2 separate regions of the Pan troglodytes genome follow, and region 2 is linked to region 1. Evidence: chromatin contacts called from public HiChIP or PLAC-seq data. All regions are on one chromosome and are shown on one strand. Each heading gives the region's core, a stretch centred on a gene start, on an enhancer-like site or on the middle of the called end of the contact. The rest is flanking DNA. Distances are from core to core; before and after follow the strand shown.

What was found. HiChIP or PLAC-seq counts read pairs in DNA pulled down with a chosen protein or histone mark.
Region 2: an H3K4me3 HiChIP or PLAC-seq map of stem cell-derived excitatory neurons shows a contact between it and region 1, with 5 times the contacts expected there. The contact joins the promoter of PCED1A here to the promoter of IDH3B in region 1. A contact is called at or near these places in 2 of 7 Hi-C or Micro-C datasets (blood and stem cell-derived neural progenitor cells), 1 of 1 datasets of contacts at active chromatin or transcription factors (stem cell-derived excitatory neurons) and 1 of 1 other capture datasets (stem cell-derived neural stem cells).

What each region holds. Positions count from the first base shown.
Region 1 is chr21:9,319,812-9,322,407 of NHGRI_mPanTro3-v2.0_pri, reverse strand. IDH3B (isocitrate dehydrogenase (NAD(+)) 3 non-catalytic subunit beta) reads left to right here and starts at 1,298. Exons shown (of 13, transcript XM_063803246.1): 1 at 1,298-1,375.
Region 2 is chr21:9,454,809-9,457,404 of NHGRI_mPanTro3-v2.0_pri, reverse strand. It overlaps PCED1A (PC-esterase domain containing 1A), which reads left to right and starts at 1,278. Exons shown (of 8, transcript XM_009436715.4): 1 at 1,278-1,635; 2 at 2,568-2,596. The coding sequence starts at 2,589. VPS16 (VPS16 core subunit of CORVET and HOPS complexes) reads right to left here and starts at 1,823. Exons shown (of 24, transcript XM_009436712.4): 1 at 1,674-1,823. The coding sequence starts at 1,726.

The sequences.
Region 1 (2,596 bases), core at 49-2,548:
TGATGCCCTATCCAATTTCTCTTGCCGGCCAGCCTTACCTCCACTCCCTTGCTGTGTGAGTTTCTTGCTTATCCAGCATGGGAGATCACACCGTTTCCCAAACCCAGCTCCCTGTCTCCCAGCTCCAGCCTTCATGCTGGCTGGCCCTTCCTGCCAGAATGCCCTCACTTTGCAGCATTCCTTTTTGTGATGGTTGAAGTGATTTGGTTGGAGTGCTTTTCATTCTGGAAGGTTGTCCCCAAGATAGATTGGGGGATAGATGCTCAGAATTAACCTGCGCAGAAGGTGGAATCAGTCAGCCCAGGAAAGTGGCACTGAGTTAAGGCTCAGTCATAGCTGGGGCAGACTCCCAACTTGCGTGGGTTTCTGTTCTATCCTAACCACATGGAACAGAAAACCAGCCAGGATGGTGTTTGAGGCTTCCCAGAGCCTGCAGCCCCAGAGAAGTGCTCCTGGGTTAGAGCTGCTGAACCAAGGGGTGATGAAGGGAGGAAGGTCAATGAGCAGTTCTGGGGCAGCACTTGGGGGTCGGAGGTGAGTGTCTCTGCTTTAGATCCAGGTGAAAGTCTGTTGTTTCTTGGAACCCTCTGTGTGCTTTTATTTTGCATTAGTTATCTTATTTTTTAACCTTTTATTTATTTTTTTTTTAGAGTCAGGGTCTCACTCTGTCACCCAGGCTGGAGTGCAGTCGCGCGATAATAGCTCACTGCATCCTCAAACTCCTGGGCTCAAGTCCTCCCTCCTTAGCCTCTCAAGTAGCTGGGATTGCAGGTGTGCACCACCATGCCTGGCTAATATAATGTTTTTTTTGAGACAGAGGTCTTGCTATGTTGCCCAGGCTGGTCTCGAACTCTTGGCCTCAAGTGATCCTCATGCCTTGGCCTCCCAAAGTGCTGGGATTATAGGTGTGAGCCACTGTGCCGGCCATGCATTATTTATCTTAGTTCCTTTGTATATTTTCCCGTTCCAACTGCTGCATCTTCTCCATGAGAAAGGAATTTGGTGGGTGGGGTGGGGCGAAGTGCTGCAACTGTGGCCACAGAGAGCTACAGGGGTGGTGATGACAGAGGAAGCTTGGTGCACGCCTGCAGAGAATGCCACTCTTTTCTGGCAGGGGCTCACCACAAACCCTTAGGCCAGAGCCTTGGGTCTCATTCTACCCTTTCATTGTGCTCATGTCCACGAGAAGGGCTTTTTTGTGAGTGGCCAGTGCTAGAGAGTGAGCAGATAATGAAACCCAGGTGGCGCCCTTATGAGCTCACAGTCAGGTGGCAGGAGACTCATGAATGCTCAGTGTCACTCTGGAGTGACCTGGGCTGTTACAGAAGCGGAGCAAGTCCTGGGACAAGCACAGAAAAAGGGCCTGAGCCTGAAGGTGAGGAGGGGCCCGGGAGCAGCTTGTGTAAGGACTAGCAGAGCGGAATGAATGGGTTTGCTGCACTTCCTTCAAGGTGGAGGTTTTAGCACCCAGCACCGGGAGGGTCATGCTGGTGCCTAACATGCCATGCTAAGGAGTTTGGACATTTTTTCTGTAGGTCTAGTCATAAAACAATGGGTTTTTTTACATCAGCAGAACTCCCCCACGCCTCCGCCGCCTTAAGCGGGTGCAAACCATATAAAACAGATAGGAAGTGGTGAGTTAGGCTGAGGCGCGCTTGGCCACGCTGTGTGTTGGGCCATAGCGCCCCCTGGAGGCCCCAGAGTGTGATGCCGGCACTTGGATCCACTTCCTGTCAAGTCCCCGATGGTAATTAAAATTAAAGGAGGAATACAAAAACTAAAGCGCGCATTAATTATGGCAATTCTCATAGTTCCATGAAGAAATCCAGAATGACAAGGGCCGTCCGAGAAGGTGGTCTGGTAGGTATGCGCCAGCTCTGGGCCTTCCTCGCTGTTGATTCCTGAGGCCTCTTTGATTGCTTCAAGAAAACCCCACACCACAAGCATCAGTATTGCCTTAGGATCCATCCCATCCCACATCTAGGCTGAGTTATTCAATCTTGAATAATAAAACAATAGGAGCCATCGTGGTGGACCCTTTGGCAGGAGAGTCGCGCTCCTATCCCCAGGCTCTGGGATCATTGGTCCTGGTTGTTCACACACCTGCCAATCACAAACCACTTCAAAGACACCCGGTCTCAATGCCCATTGAGGAAGAGGAAGGGAACCGTTTTCCCAGTGCAGCAAGCTATGCCCACTCCCTGCTATTTTGCAGAGCACGCCTGTTCCCTGCAGTCTCGAACCTTAAACTGCAGCAGCACCCAACACTATCCCTGATGGCTGCCCCTTAGCTACTCATAGGCAATGGCAACAATTTTGAAATATTATATATACACATATATATATATTTACCGGTGGGGCAAGATCAAATTCATTTTCAAATTGCTGGGGAGGGCCAGGCGCGGTGGCTCACCCCTGTAACCCCAGCACTTTGGGAGGCCAAGGCGGGTGGATCATTTGAGGCCAGGAGATCGAGACCAGCCCAGCCAACATGGCAAAAACCCGCTTCTACTGAAAAAAATCAAACAAAATGAAACAAAAACAATACAAAGAAAACAAAAATTATCCGGGTGCAGTGGCATGTGCCTCTAGTCCC
Region 2 (2,596 bases), core at 29-2,528, 140 kb before region 1:
TAGCTGGGATTACAAGCACCTGCCATTATGCCCGGCTAATTTTTGTAGAGACAGGGTTTGACCATGTTGGTTAGGCTGGTCTCAAACTCCTGGCCTCAGGTGATTCGCCCACCTTGGCCTCCCAAAGTGCTGGGATTACAGGCATGAGCCACTGCGCCTGGCCTAAAATAATATTTTTAATTTTTCAGAGGGAGTATGCTATGTTGCCCAGGCTGGAGTGCAGTGGTTATTCACAGGTTCTATCATCGGTCCCTATACCCTCAAACTTCTGGGCTCCAGTGATCCTCCTAACTCAGCCTCTCCAGTACCTGGGACTATAGGAACATGCCACAAAGCTCGGCCCAGTAAAATATTTTTTAAAAACTTTAACGGGCAATTATTACATAGCAAGCACTGTTCTAAATATGCACTGGTGATAAAGAGAAGCAAGAAACATGCTTTTGGCCGGGCTCAGTGGTTCACGCCTGTAATCCCAGTACTTTGGGAGGCCAAGGTGGATAGATTGCTTAAGGTCAGAAGTTCAAGACCAGCCTGGCCACCATGGTGAAACCCCACCTCTAGCAAAAAATACAAAAATTAGCCGGGCGTGGTGACAGGGGCCTGCAGTCTCAGCCACTCGGGAGGTTGAGGCAGGAGAATCCCTTGAACCCGGGAGGCGGAGGTTGCAGTGAGCCGAGTGCCCCTGCACTCCAGCCTGGGCAACAGAGGAAGACTCTGTCAAAAAAAAAAAAAAAAAATGCTTTCAGCCCTGAAGGAGCCTGGTTTAGCAGAAGAAACCTATACAAATGTCGCCTAAATATACAAATAGGCCATACCTAACAGACCCTAGCACTGGGCCCAGTGAGGCCCACAGGATTCTACTGGGGGAGAATCAGGCACAGTTCCAGAAAGAACCCTTGAACTACTAAGTCCTGAAGGATGCGCAAAATTCTTCAGTGAGATAAAGAGAGAAATGGCAGTATCCACAGAAACTGCAGACTGGTTAGGGCCTTGTAATTCTGCGCAGCTGGAACGCAAGATTTGGGTAGGAGAGCGGTAGATGAGGTTGGAGAGACAAACGGGCTGCCTTACAGATAGACGTTCCACGAGAAGTTCGTAGTTTTTCCTATTAGGGAAGCTATGGGAAAATCCTAATCTGGGTAACGATGTAACGGGTTTACACTTTAGAAAAATCCGTGGTTTAGGACTCTACAACTCCCATGGGCGGGCTGCCCTAACCCAGGGGTTCCCACTTCCGCTGTTCCGGGATTCACGGACGACTCGCCCCCTTTTCCCAGCCTTGGTCAGCACTGTTACCCCGCCCGCCGTGCGATCCCGCCCCCCTCGGAGCGCCCCTGTGGTCTGACTTCAGCAGCACTTTCCGGCAGGAGACTGGGCACTCGCTGTCACCCGCGAGCTGCCTCCCTCAGCGAGATCTGAGCATCTTTCCGGAGGCTAACAGACCTGGGCTTCGGGGTGACCACTGTGCTTGCCTCAGTTTCCTTTTCTGGAGCAGGGGAAGGCCCGGCTCCCTGCCCAAAGGCGGCAGTGCGCTAAGTGGCAGACGCTCGGGGAAAGCCGGCGCGGGGCGGACCCCAGCGCCAGTAGTGACGGGGGCGAACGCCGCCGGGAGACTCCAGCCGGCGGGCGAGCAGGGTAAGCCAGGCCGTGGGCGGGAGAGCGGGGCAGCTCACCGGTAAAAGGCAGAGTCCCCGAGTGGGTTCCAGTTCGCCGTGTAGCAATCCATGGCTGGTGCAGACGGGAGCTGGGAAGCACCGAGGGGACACCCACCTAGAGCGGGCTCCAGGCCGGCACTTCCGCTTCCGCCCGTCCGGGTCACGTGGCGAGGCCGCCGCCGCGGCCATCACCACTGTGGGCAGCCTCACTTGGCTGCCGCCCCGAGGCCCCAGCCCGTACCTGGGCTTCGCGCCCGCCAAGTGGGCCCAGCCCTGGCTCCTGCGCCCTGTGGCGGCCACCTCGATCGCCTTGCTTTCCCTTCGGGCACTGGGGGTCGCTCAGGGCGGGACATGGGTGAACGGAAGTGGAAGCTGTGAGCGTCGCAGCCCGAGGCGCCGAGGCCTGAGGCGCCGTCGGGGCCACCGCGACGCTCGCATGGAGAGCGCTGGGCGCTGGGCTGTGCACCGACGGCTAACCTGGACCCACGGTCTCTGCGGGGCGGGAGCTTTGCAGAACCGACTGGCCGACTGGGGCGCGGGAACATGAGGCTTGGCTAGGAGCCCGCTGCGGGCCAGGCGCGCGGTGCGCAGGCATACCCGGGTCGCGGGTGAATACCGCGGAGCCCCGGGACTTGGTAATTGGCGCGAGCGGGTGCGCGCATGCGCGGGACGGCGGCGGGCACGTGGCGAGGCGCAGGGCGGCGCCGCGCGGGAAGCTCCCCAGTGCCCTGGAGGCCTGCTGGCTGGACGACCCCCTGCCTCTGGTACCAAGTGTGACCAAGGCTGGCGCCGCCATGGCTCTGCTGCCGTCACCTCCTCCCTTTAGCATTGAGCAGCCCCGGAGGGGCTAGCCCTGAGGCTGACCTGCCCAGAGTCCCCACCATCGCGCTGCTTAGTGGCCTCTCCCTGCAGCCTGTCGTTGCTGGTGGCGGCATGGTCTT